Linked DNA regions of Callithrix jacchus: region 1 is linked to region 2. A link is a contact called in public Hi-C data. All regions are on one chromosome and are shown on one strand. The core of a region is the stretch at or near the end of the contact, and the rest is flanking DNA. Distances in the headings are between cores, read along the strand shown.

Region 1 (6,777 bases), core at 813-3,312, 130 kb before region 2:
AGGAAAATGCAGGTTAGAGCCTTACATGCTAGGGTGAGGCATTTATACTTGATTTGGTCAGCCGTGGGAACCATGCAAAAACTGGAGCTGAGTTGCATAATTCTTAGCTCTTAAGACCCGGACTGCCCCTGGCTTCGTTCTGGAGTTGGTGTCTTCTTTGCCACTGTCCTTGGGGCCGCCCCTTTTCTACTGATGGCCACCTTGGTCCTGTGTTCAGTGCCCTGTCGCTGCCATCAGGTGAGGGTCCGATGAACCCACTCAACCTCAAGCATGAGATGTATCTCCAGATGGTACCTCCCAAGGTAGTTGTATTTTGGCAAGTACAGTGAAAGGAGCACCAGACTGAGAATCTAGGGTTGATGGACAATGACTGATTTGTCAATTGCTAAACCCAAGAAGGTCTCTTTTGACTCATGCAAGGGGCTGCTGCTGAAAATGAGATATTAAGCATGAGGCTTGAGGGACAGAGATGGAGAGGCCACATGTAGGTAATCAGCAGGGTCAGCGGAGCCCAGCCTTGGCTTCATTACCAGGTATGGGAATGGAGAAGCCTCCAGATGATTCAAACCCCCAACTATTCAGGTGCTCCCAGTTGAAATCCCAGACACTGCAGGGCAGAAATAAGTCATACACACTGTGCTGTCTCAACTTCTGTCCCTCAGAATGCATGAACATAATGAAACTGTTGTCCTGTGCCACCAAGGCTGGTGGTAATGGTTTGTCACCAGTGATAGGTAAGTGGAAATGGAGGAAGATGTGTTTAGGGATAGTTTGGCAGGGGACTCCTCATGTTGGTGAAACTTCACCAGTGGGTGTCCTTCCCCTAGTGGGTGTCCAAGTCTTGGATGTCTGTGTATCATGGTGCTCGTAGGAGAGGAGGCGCACAGACTGCACTGTCCTGGATTATGATGCAGTTTATAAACAAGGAACTCTTTCTCGAGGATGTCCTGGATGCCAAGGCACTGCTCAGCTGGGTGGTGGGGTCCATCTGTATTTGTCCCATTGTCCAAAAGGCTGAAGAGTGTGTGTGTGCTCACACTGGTAGAGGTCCTCTAGGTGCATCTTACACACTCCATCTCATCTCAGCCCACCCGAGCTTCATGAGCAGCTACTGAAGGAGAGTTCCTCCCACTTTATTGATGAACAGCCATGCCCAAGAACACACATACAGAGTGGCAGGGCAGGGCTTTGAACCTGGTGGTAGGACTGAATTACAGGCCCTTTTGAGGAGCTCCGTGGGTGACTTAGCGAATGGAAATTCTGGGAAGGAGGGTGGGGTCTTCATTTGCTTCCTCTAGGCCTCTTGTTTTGAAATAAGGCGAATGAACCTGACTTAAGTTCTGTTTTCCGCGTCCGCGTCCTTCCTTTCTCCCTTCACCCCTCACTCTCCTTCCTTTTTTCCTCCAGGACTTTTTAGCAGAGGGCAGAGAGGACGAATCCACTCCCAAGTCCTCTATTAGAGAAGGCGTGATGGCGAGATGGGGGCTTCACTCACCAACCGTGCCAGGACAAAGGGCAAAGGAGGGCGGGCCGCTCCCAGGCTGGGTGGGGGGCAGTGAGGAGCAGAGCGGCCCTTCTCATCGCAGCCGCCACCCTGCTGTGCGCCGTGGACGTGAGGCCCTAGAGTCTGCGGTGCAGGGAGCGCTCTGGCTGGCAGGGAGGAGGCGGCCCAGTGGGGCTTCCTGGCTCGCGGTGTGTGCTGGGGAGAGGAGCACGCAAGTGCCGTTTTCTGAGGATTGTGCGGGACCCTATCACACGTGTGAGCTCATTCAATTCTATTTCCAGATAAGGCCCGGAGAGTGTAGCCGACTTGCCCGAGGCCACACAGGATGTGCGCGTCAGACCCGGTAGGGACGCGCGGAGGGTCTCGGCACCGGCCCTCCCCGCTCGCCCCGGTTCCTCGAAGCCCTGAGGTGTCCCCCACCTGGCGGGGAGGCTTTGGGCCCTGGCCCCGGCGAGGTCCGGAGGAGGCTCCAGCAGGGGGCGCCCCGAGCTCCGTCCGGGGCAGCTGGGCGCGCCTCCAGCCGGCGCCTGGGACGGGGCTGGCCGCTCCGCCCTCTCGGCTCCTCGGCTGCTCGGCTGGCGGGCGCCGGGCGCTCAAGGAGGAGAGGACGGCCGGCCCAGCCGAGTCCCCAGTGCCCGCCGCAGCGCAGCCTCCCGCCGTGAGTAGCGCCCGTCTGCGGGCTCGACGGGCGGGACCGGGCTGTGGCCCGACGGCGGCAGCACCCGAAGCTGGGGCTGGCGGGGCAAAGAGATCCGGGGCACTCGCTCGCAGATCCCGGGCCCGCCGCTCCGGTGCCTGACGCCGTGGCCCGGGGCATTGTGGCCGGCACCTGAGCGCGGGAGCTGCCCGCCACTGCCCCGGGGCGCCCTCTGGAGCCTGGCACTTTGGCCCGGGAGACAGGGTGGGGGCGGCGGGCAGAGCCAAGCACCCCAGGGAGATGGGAGACAGACATCCATCAAGTGAGGCCCCTTGTAACGGGCAGAGCACGCCCGGCTCCCGGCCAAGTCTTCTCAGCTTGGGCCTCCTCTCTCACCTCCTGCGGCCGCCTGGCATGAGGAGGTGATGGGAGGAGGGTGCTCAGATGTCTGAGCCTCCTGTGGGGCCGAATGAAGGTGTGGTCCCCCCGTCAGGTGCCCCAAACTGGGGTAGAGCTAGGGTGGGCCCCGGGACGGCCAGGAGGTGTGCTGCAGGTTGGGTCCCAACAGTTGACTAGGACGCTGGGCCAGGCGTTGTGGAGGTCTCAAGGCCTGCATCGGCCTGGCCAACCCTCACCATAGCTCCGCATGGTGGAAATTGGTATTCTTACTTTACAAAATAGAAAACGAGCCTCAGAGAGGTGAGCTTCGTTGAGGCCGTGCAGGTAATGGTAAGGTAGCGGTGCATACCGGAGTAGAGGACACCATAGCTGGCTCCCACAGAGGCAGGTGGGAAGGCTTGGGGGGCAAGTGCAGGGGCAGTGCCTGACATCTTGTACCCCGAAATCCCAGGTGGAGGGCAGGCACTCTGGTTGTCGACACTGTGTTTCCCAACTGCCTCTGTGTAAGGTATTCCTGGGAGAATCCTGTCGACTGAGAGACTCTGGCTCCTTGGCCTCTTCACAGCTAACGTCAGAGCCCTGTTCTTCCCCAAACCACTCATGTCGATGGCACCACGGATAATTCAGCAGCTTCTGAGGAGACTTGGGCAGGGGGCTTAGGGGTGTGTGGATGTGGCTTGGAGGTAAGTTTCTGGTTGCGGGAATGCGACCTGCACCAGCCCTGTCCACTTCCCTGCGGCCTCCCAAATTGTTAGCTGTGGGGTGAACAAGCAGGCTTCCCAAGGGAGCTGGACCTTTGCCAGAGACACCAAGTTTTTCTTGCGTCAACTTATGCAGGTGGCTGACCTTCTGCGGGCCTCAGCTTCCTTATCAGAGACCATGATGGGTCAGAGCCCGGAATGTAGAGAGGGGCCCTGTAACAACGGAGCCCCCTCCCTTCTGTGGGCAGCCTCTCCAGAGCCTGGTTGCAATGACTGCTAATGGGGGCGGGTGTGATGAGACAGTTGTGCGTGTTCGGCCCAACCACTGCCTGCCCTCTTGCTGTGGTCTTGTTTCACTCACTTGCACTGGGTGAGGTGGGGTGAGGAACTGATAGAGTTCACTTTGCAGAGTGAGATGGGTCAGTAGGTAAGAGGGCTTCGTGAGTATTGAGAGTTTCCTATGACATGATCTTCCAACCCTGGACACCTCCTCCTAGCTTGTCCCTCAGGAGGCCACTGACTTCACCAAACCCAGTGCCATCTTGGAGAGGTTGGGGTGGCTGTTAACAGAAGAAGGCCTGGGAAGAGGAGCTGGATGGGTCAGCCGTGTGATGTTCAGCAAGTCCCTTCCCCTGTCTGAATCTCAGTTTTCTCTTGTGAAAACAAGTGGGTTAGACTAGATAGCAGTGTTTTTCAAACTTCTGTTTCACAGTGTATTCTTACCCAGAACCCCAACATATAGTATGAATAACATGGAGCTGCTCTGGCCTCCCCTTCTCACCCTGGTGATCCTGAAGCAGGTCTAGAAATCCCTAAATAGATGATCTGTGAGATCTCTTTCTGTGGGGTTCTAGGAAATCTGTGTCAGCTCCTGAAGTGTTGCCTGGTATTAGAATTGTAGACAGGAATGTGAATTCCAAGGACTCCATCAGGAGAAATGTGGGCATTAAGGAGGATATCATCCTGGGAGCATCTGGAGCTGATGGCCTGTGCCTCTGGCCAAAAGTTGTAAGTCCCTCCCCTCTGCCATGTGGTTTTAGCTTTTTAGGCTGGAAAGGTCCCTGTGCTTCTGGGTCCTTCTTTGGGTCCTAGTTGGTGACTGTAATTCCACCTCAGTTTCTCTCCTTTAGTTTGTATCTAAACTGGTAAAATGCAAATTCGCCTTGGGAGGGGTGTTATGAAAGCGCTTGAAGTGGCGATCAGTTGTTTTACCTAATGAGCATCTGAGCAGCGGCCTTGAGAAAGGAGGCTGGAGCACTAAATTCAAATCAGCCAAAACTTAGGGAGTGCCTGCTGTATACTAGCCTACGACAAGGGGACAGAGGTGAGAATGCCACAATTCTTACCCTTATGGGGCTCTAAGACACAGGGAGGAGGGAAGGAATTCACACCATCCAGGGACCATTTAAAACATTATACATAGGTTATTATCTCATTTGTTTCACATTAGTCTCATTAAAAAAATAAGTGAAATTTTGATTGCATACAAAATAAGCATACATCCCGTATATCCCTCTAACTACTATCCAGATCAGGAAACAACATTGCCGGCACTCTGAAGCCTCAGAAGCTCCCCTTCCAGCTCTCCCCTGAGTGAGGGGATAACCACTCTTCTGACGTTTAGCACTATTTATTAATTTTACCTACATGGGATCACACAGTACGCAGTTTTTGTGTCTGGCTACTTTCTTTTTTTTTTTTTGAGATGGAGTTTTGCTCTTGTTACCCAGACTGGAGTGCAATGGCACGATCTAGGCTCACTGCAACCTCCGCCTTCTGGGTTCAAGCAATTCTTCTGCCTCAGCCTCCCAAGTCGCTAGGACTACAGGTGCGCACCACCATGCCCAGCCAATTTTTGTATTTTTAGTAGAGACGGGGTTTCACCTCGTTGACCAGGATGGTCTCGATCTCTTGACCTCGTGATCCACCCGCCTCGGCCTCCCAAAGTGCTGGGATTATAGGCGTGAGCCACTGCGCCCGGCCACTGTCTGGCTACTTTCATTCAACATTATGTTTGTGAGATTCGACCTTGTTGTTGCAGGTAAAAGTAGTTTGGTAATTCTCACTGCTGTATAATGATTCCATTGTGTGGGTGTATAGTGCCTCAATTTGTATATCCAGTCTTCTATTGATAACCATTTGGTTGTTTCCAATTTTTAGTTATTACTAATAGCATTGCAGTGACCATTATAACATGGATCATTTGGGAAAACATGTTTCTCTTAGGTATGTCCAAAGAAATTCCCCAACAGTTTTCCAAAGTGGTGGTCCCAGTGAGTACCCCTCCTGGCAGTGTTTGAGAGCTCTAGTTGCTGCACATACTCACCAGCACTAGACATTATCTTCGGTTCATTTTCCGGGGAAGGGATGTGAAGCTCAGAAGAGTTATCCTGTGCTCAGCTGAGCACAATGTGCCAGTAAGTGACAGAGCTGGGATTGGAACCCAGGCCTATGTGATGACTAAATCTCTTCTCCCCATCTGTGTTAGACATAGACATAGATTATGACACGAGCCAGAATGTGATTAACTCTAACCCTAAAAATGTATGAAGAGCACTCTTGGGGAACTTAAAGAAGGGGAGAATTGTCATCTGTTTTTGGGAGAGCAAGGATCACGAAGCCACACAGAGATAGCAGCATTTGGCTGGGTCTTGTGGGAAGTGGGCAGTTTTGTCCATTCTCCAGGACTTTCCACGTGGGCCTCTCAAGGCAGGGGCCCCACTTCAGCCAAGACATAGCAAGGGTGAAAGTTTTAGGGGACTGGGACAGGTTAACTTGGGCTAGAATATAGGATATGTGAGGGAGGGGGCAAAGGCTGGAAAGGTGAGTTAAAGCCTAACTGGTGGGCGTAGTTTGTCCCTAGGGGGCTCACCTGCCCCCTACCCCCTGGCCACACAGGATGTAGAGCCCAAGGCAGAGGCTTATCATTTTGCTGGGAACTGGGGCTTCCTTGAATCCTGCTCTCAGCAAATGGAGCTGGCCTCTCACCAAAGGGGAGATCTTAGCTGTTCCTGGGACCACTCTCAGGGTTTCTACCAACAGATTTTTTTTTTTTTTTGGAGTTTCCTGCTTGTATCTAGCTGTATGAAATTGGTAACCCCACTCTGCAGGACCTGACCCAAATAGTTTATTTGGAAGAATATATTTTTCAGTGAAAATATGATGGTAGAGCCAGGCGCGGTGGCTCACACCTATAATCCCAGCACTTTAGGAGGCCGAGGCAGGTGGATCACAAGGTCAAGAGATTGAGACCATCCTGATCAACATGGTGAAACCCCGTCTCTATTAAAAATCCAAAAAAAAAAAAAAATTAGCTGGGCATAATGGCACGTGCCTGTAGTCCCAGCTACTCGGGAAGCTGAGGCAGGAGAATCGCTTGAATCCAGGAGGCAGAGGTTGCGGTGAGCCGAGATCGTGCCATTGCACTCCAGCCTGGGTAACAACAGCGAAACTCTGTCTCAAAAAAAAAAAAAAAAAAAAAAGAAAGAAAGAAAAGAAAATATGATGGTAGATAGCATTCCCTTTACCCTCTAGGC
Region 2 (6,574 bases), core at 2,419-4,918:
AGAAGAAAAGACATGGTGGCCTCGGGGTGACTGCCTCAGCTCTGGTTTGCCATGTAGGAGCTGACAGATGGTACTTTATACTCATTTCCTCTTTCATAAAAATGGAGCTCAGAAGTCATTTCCCCGGAAGAACTGCATGGCAAGACAGCTGAAGGTGCAGCCCATCGAAGAAGGGGCATGGGATGGTGGCTGTCAGAGCATGGGGAGGACCCTGTGGCTCACGCCCATCCTCCAGTCTCTTCAGACTGAGCTCAGGAGACCCAGCAGCCACAGACCACCCAGCCAAGTGGCCTTGATTATGTGGTAGCCACAAGGGGCACTAGATGTAATTTTCTTTATTATAATTTGGCCTCTCCTGATGTCTGGTTTCCCTTAGATGCCCTGCTGCTGTCCCTCCTCTTGGGAGTGTCCTTCCTTGAGGCAGTTGGTCTGGCCTCATTTCAGGTCCCTCCCCTCCCCCAGCCCGACTGTAGCAACAGGCGTGCTTTTACCACTCACCTCCTTGGCTTGCAGGCCCCTGGCCAAGGTGAATCAATCCAGGTTGCCCAGTACAGCCCCATTCCTGGCATCTCATGATCCTCCTGCCCGGGATCTCTTTCTTACTTTTTCCTCCAGAGGAACTGTGAGAGTGACACCGAGGAGGACATCGCCAGGAGGAAAGCCCTCCACCCGAGGAGGAGGAGCAGCACCTCCTAACTGGCCCCGCCTGCAGTGGCCGCCAGGGAGGTCTGGGCCCAGCGGGGTTCCCTTCTGTGCAGACTTGTGGACCCAGCTCATCACCAGCACCTGTGTGTCCTGAGCACTTCGAAAGAGAGACGGACCCACAGAATTCAGAAGAGCTTGCAGGCGAGCCCAGAGACCCTGGGAGCTGTGGCTGTCTCCTATGGAGGAGGCTCAGGCATTCCCAAAGCTCTTAATTTTCCATAAAATGGGCTTTCCTCTGTCTGCCATCCTCAGACCCTGGGGTGGGGGTGTGGACTTAGGGAAACAATATAAAGGACATCACCATTGTCGTGGGGTAAAGGTCAGACCCAGGCAGTCTTCCTCACAGGGTGAGGGGGTTCAGAACCAGCCGGGCCAAAAATTACACCAGGAAGACAGAGTCCTCCCCAGTGGGAACAGGGTAACTGAGGAAAGTGAACCTCGTATGTGAGGGACCAATCCTGTGACCTCCCAGAACCACAGGAGCAGGACGTCAGGCTGACCAACACATCAGACCTTCTAAAGCAGCCCATTGCTGGCCTGCCATGTTGTAATTTTGTTCATTTTTATTAAACTTCTGGTTTACCTGAGGCTTGGCTTCTTTTAGGGCTACCCATCTGATTTCCTTGAGCCGGTGTGCCTGTGATTCTGGAGGGGCACCCAGTGGGGTGCTGAGTGGGCAGAACCTCAGAAAGTCCTACTGAACCATCCCCACAGGCCTGCAGTGGGCCTGCCTCCTCCTTGCTTCCCTAACGGGAAGGTGTCCAGTCCAGGAGAATCCACCCAGTGACTGGGCGTGGTGGCTCACGCCTGTAATCCCTGCGCTTTGGGAGTTCGAGGCAGGGGAATCGCTTGGAGACCAGCCTAGGCAACATGGCAAAACCCAGTCTCTACAAAAAATACAAACTATTGGCCGAGTATGGTTTACAGGCACCTGGCATCCCAGCTACTCCGGGGGATGAGGCGGGAGCACTGCTTGAGCCCAGAAGGTCGAGGCTGCAGGGTGCCGGCATCACACCACTGCACTCCAGCCTGGGTGAAGGAGTGAGACTATGTAAAAAAAAAAAAAAAAAAAATTTCCAGAGACGAGCATTGCTGTGCTCCCTCTGCCACCACTGCCACCACTCCTGCTGTTAGGGGCTGAGTGTGTCTCCCCACAGTTCGTATGTTGAAGTCTCAACCCTCGGTACCACAGAATATCACTGTATTTGGAGATAGGGTCTCTAGAGAGGGAATTAAATTAAAACGAGCTCACTGGGGTAGGGCCCGATGCAATATAATTGGTGTCCTTATAAGAAGTGGGGATTAGGACACGCAGGAGGGACCACATGAGAGCCCAGGAGTAGGGAGGGGGAATAGCCATCAACAAACCGAGGAGGGGCTCGGAGGAAATCAGCCCTGCAGACACCTCAGTCTTAGACTCTGGCCTCCAAAATTGTAAGAAAATAAACTTCTGTCTTTTAAGCCACCCAGTCTGTGGTACTTTGTTATGGTGGCCCTACCAAAATGGACACCTGCCAAGTACAGGCAAGATGGGGGCAGGAGAATTCCTAACAATGTGGGCGGAGAAGGGCAAAGAAGCAGCCACAGGGAGAAGGGAGAGGAAAAAGAGATGGAAGATCTGTCTTCTCCGGTGAAGAGAGCAAGGGAAGCTCACTCAACGGCATCGAAATGTGGGCTCTGCTTTTGAGGCCAAAGGAATAGTGTCGCTGACCAGAACTCAAGAGATGACCCGTGGGAGTCAGAAACAGAGTCAGGGCAAGGCCAGGAGGTTGGGAAAGTACATGGGAAGAGGTTGACAGGAAAGGAGAGAAGTTTTGGAAGGTGAGGAAACTGAGCTGAGGAAGTGAGCCAGGAAGGAGAGAGAGGGGAAAATATTATTCAAAGAAAAGGGTAGGGTGGGTGCTGTGGCTCATTCCTGTAATCCTAGCAATTCGGGAGGCCGAGGCGGGTGGAACACAAGATCAGGAGATCTAGACCATCATGGCCAACATTTCTACTAAAAATACAGAATCAGCCAGGTGTAGTGGCATGCACCTGTAATCCCAGCTACTTGGGAGGCAGAGGCAGGAGAATCGCGTGAACCCAGGAGATGGAGGTTTCAGTGAGCTGAGATCATGCCACTGCTCTCCAGCCTAGTGACAGAGCAAGACTCCATCTGAAAAAAAAAGGAAAGGATGCTGGGGAAAGAGATCCCAGTTCCCTTTGTCAGCAACCAATCGATCGGTCCAGAGCAAAATGGCCCCACAGGAACAGCAAGGCAAGTTTCAGAAAAGCATCCAGCCAAAAATGGAGTGGTCCCTCAAGCTGGTTGCAGAATGCTTAGCAGCTGACCTGGACTTCTTCCCCAGATCTCAGACAGAAACAGCCCTGTGCCTCCCTCTACCCTGGGAGAATAACCGAGGCCAAGAACTGCTGACGGTGGGCAGGGGCCCTGGGCCTGTGAGGGGCTCTTGGCTATGGCTGGTTACATAAATCAGAAGGGCATGTTCTGGAACAGGGTTCACTGGGAGCTCCTAGGAAGTCAGTTATGGTAAGAGGAGGGCTGCCCTCCTGCTAGGAAGGAGAGCAGTGAAGACCTTCGACAAACCCGTCATGACCAGAGAGTTAGCCTTTCGCAGCTTCTCTAGCCCACCCGCTATGTTTCACTGAAGAGGAAACTGATGCCAGAGAGAGGAAGTGACTAGAGCGTCACACAATGAATTTGTGAAAATATCTGATGAAAGCGCAGACGTTCTGGCCCCTAGTAACAGTGCTCATTCATTCAGCTGATAAACTGTGGTGGACCTTTCCGGAGAGGATGGACCATTCGCTTTGCCTCATTGTTAACAAGCCTCATCCATTCTTTACTGTTGCCTGCCTCATCCTTCATTCTTGGAAATGGAAGAAATTGACACACTTGCTTCTGCCCGTCTTTCACAGCAAAGGACACTGCCCTTGGGTGGGGGCATCTCAGCTGCCCACCCCCATAGGCTGCAAGGCAGTCAGGGAACCAGCATTTATTGGGCTCCCACTGTATGCTTGGCACTGTTCTAGAAGCTGGGTTGGAACAGAACAGGACAGACACCCAGACCCTGTTCTAAAGGGGTCCATGTTCTCTAAGCGCTGGGAATCCACGACTCCATCATGCCCGTATCTCCTTCTGGCTCTCCTCTCATCCAGGTTCTATAAAGCCCTGCTGACTGAGTCCTCTTAGCCCAGCATTTTGGTGTTGGATCCACCTGTTGTGTTTCCCAGAAGCCCTTTGGGAAGCACAGGGCCAGGCAGTGGGCAGAGGGGGGCCATGGAGGATGCACAATCCTTTCAGAATGACTTTGAGGACCAGCAGCCAGAAACTAGGTACCCATGCCCCTCCCCAACAGGGACCCAGTCCCTGTAGCCTCTCTGCTATCAGACAGCTGCTGCCTGCAAGGTATGAGGATAAGGGCAGCAGCTGACCCAGGGCACCACATGTGTTCTGTTGGCTCTGTAGAAGGATGTGTTGGCCAGCTGACACTTTCAGGGCTGAAAGAGACCACAGTGTTCTCTGAGGCAAGTGGAACATTCCAGTGATGAAAGCCATGCAGTTCAAATGCAGTTCTTCCAGACCGGAGGTGCCCTGCCCCAGAGTGTGTGCTTATGTGTGTGTTGGATGCTGCATTACTATTTCACAAATACCCATATAAATATTTTAGTGCACTGCATTTTGATGAATTTCGTGTGCTGGCTTTCCTGACTCCAGATCTTAGATTGCATTTGCCTTTTCTCTTCGTATATTTATTGGCTGAAAACCTTATTTTGGAAGAAATTGAAGGCTGTACTGTAAGAGGTGAAATACAGGCAGGGCACCATGGCTCATGCCTGTAATCCCAGCACTTTGGGAGGCCGAGGCGGGTGGATCACAAGGTCAAGAGATCAAGACCATCCTGGTCAACGAGGTGAAACCCCGCCACTACTAAAAATACAAAAAATTAGCTGGGCATGGTGGCGCGTGCCTGTAATCCCAGCTACTCAGGAGGCTGAGGCAGGAGAATTGCCTGAACCCAGGAGGCGGAGGTTGCGGTGAGCCGAGATCGTGCCACTGCATTCCAGCCTAGGTAACAAGAGCGAAACTCCGTCTCAAAAAAAAAAAAAAAAAAATTAACCAGGTGATGGCGGGCACCTGTAGTCCCAGCTACTCAGGCGGCTGAGGCAGGATAATCATTTGAACCTGGCAGGCGGAGGTTGCAGTGAGCTGAGATCACACCACCGCACTCCAGCCTATCGACAGAGAGAGACTCCGCCTCAAAAAAAAATAGTGAACTACAAAATCTCTGTGAAAGAAAAGTCAGGCCCTGGACTCTACAGACAAAGTAAGTACTCGTGAAAGAGCTAACTTGAGAACGCGTATCTTACAGGGAATTTTATGTGGCACTGGAATGTAAAACTTTCTTTCCCTCAAGTCCCCAACTTGACATTGTTCTGTTCACTGTTGCTGCACCCCAAAGGATATCTTCCTTGGTGGTCTGCTGAGAGGATACCATTCTAAGCAAACGTTAATAGGTGTAGAAATTGAGCAGCTGAAGATCTGTGAACAATGGTTATTGACATTTTAAAAAGCAGACACACTGTTGGTGAGCTCCCATTAACAGTTTCTCTCCTTTTTTCCCCCTCGCCCACTGCTTCTCTTTTTCTCTCCCCCTTCGCCCATTAGCAATTCATAATATACAGCTGAAGTATATATTTTAATATTTTATTTACTTATTGAATTCATGTTCTAGTTCTTAATCCAAAAGCAGTTGATTATATTCGCTAAGGAGAAATAATTTTTTTTAGCCAGGCATGGTGGCGCGTGCCTGTAGTACCAGATCCTCGGGAGGCTGAGGTGGGAGGATCGCTTGAACCCAGGAGTTCTGGGCTATAGTGCCCTGTGCCAATTGGATATCCGCACTAAGTTCAGCATCAATATGGTGACCTCCCGGGAACGGGGGACCACCAGGTTGCCTCAGGAGGGGTGAACCGGCCCAGGTCGGAAACGGAGCAGGTCAAAACTCCCGTGCTGATCAGTAGTGGGATTGTGCCTGTAAATAGCCACCGCACTCCAGCCTGGGCAACATAGTGAGACCCCATCTAAAAATAATAATAATTTTTAAAGTATTTTTTCCTCTATGGATTAGTGATCTTCCACCCCTAAGGTAGAGGAAAAGTAGAAGAAAAAAAAAGGAAGCCCACCATAGGTTTTTGAAATCTGCTCTGCAATAGGAACATGTTGCATCCATTTCGTTTAATCCTCTTCCTAATCTTGTAAGGGAAATGAGAGCCCCATTTGTAGGATACAGCTGAGATTCAGTGGTGTTAGGAAATTTGCATGCAGTCACACAGCTGGATCTGTATCACAGATCTAAGTCACACTTAGAATCTGGATTCCAGCCCAGTTTTGTCTACCTTCAAATCGACATTATTCTCTACTTTTCCTGGAGAAATACAGTGTTCAATGAAAACGTAACCTGGAGAACAATATACAGTATTATACTCTTTTTTCTTTTTTAAGTTCACAAACTAAGCCATAAGTTGTTTAGGGATACATGTGAACGTGACAAAATTGAATTTTATTTATTTTTGAGACAGAGTTTCACTCTTTTTGCCCAGGCTAGAGTGCAATGGTATGATCTCAGCTCACTGCAACCTCCGCCTCCTGGGTTTAAGTGATTCTCCTGCCTCAGTCTCCCGAGTATAATCTCTCTCCTGGGATTATACGTGCCCGCCATCATGCCTGGCTAATTTTATATTTTTAGTAGAGATGGGGTTTCACCATGGTTGGCCCGGTTGGTCTTGAGCTCCTGACCTCAGGTGATCTCCCCACCTAGCCTCCCAAATTGTTGGGATTACAGGTATGAGCCACTTCGCCAGCCAT

The links. A called contact is a pair of places that touch in the nucleus more often than the background predicts.
Region 1: a Hi-C map of skeletal muscle shows a contact between it and region 2, with 4 times the contacts expected there. The contact joins the promoter of DAPK2 here to the enhancer-like site in region 2. A contact is called at or near these places in 2 of 3 Hi-C or Micro-C datasets (induced pluripotent stem cells and skeletal muscle).

Annotation. Positions count from the first base shown.
Region 1 is chr8:10,858,596-10,865,372 of calJac240_pri, reverse strand. DAPK2 (death associated protein kinase 2) reads left to right here and starts at 2,062. Exons shown (of 12, transcript XM_054240447.2): 1 at 2,062-2,162.
Region 2 is chr8:10,727,660-10,734,233 of calJac240_pri, reverse strand. All of the region lies in intron 11 of DAPK2 (death associated protein kinase 2), which reads left to right. Among named protein-coding and RNA genes, the nearest start is that of HERC1, 77 kb to the right of the region's middle. Within about 2 kb of position 3,668, at least 2 of the 16 cell types and tissues checked have an H3K27ac peak or open chromatin away from gene starts, as enhancers often do. A contact at or near this core is called in skeletal muscle, where this site is marked.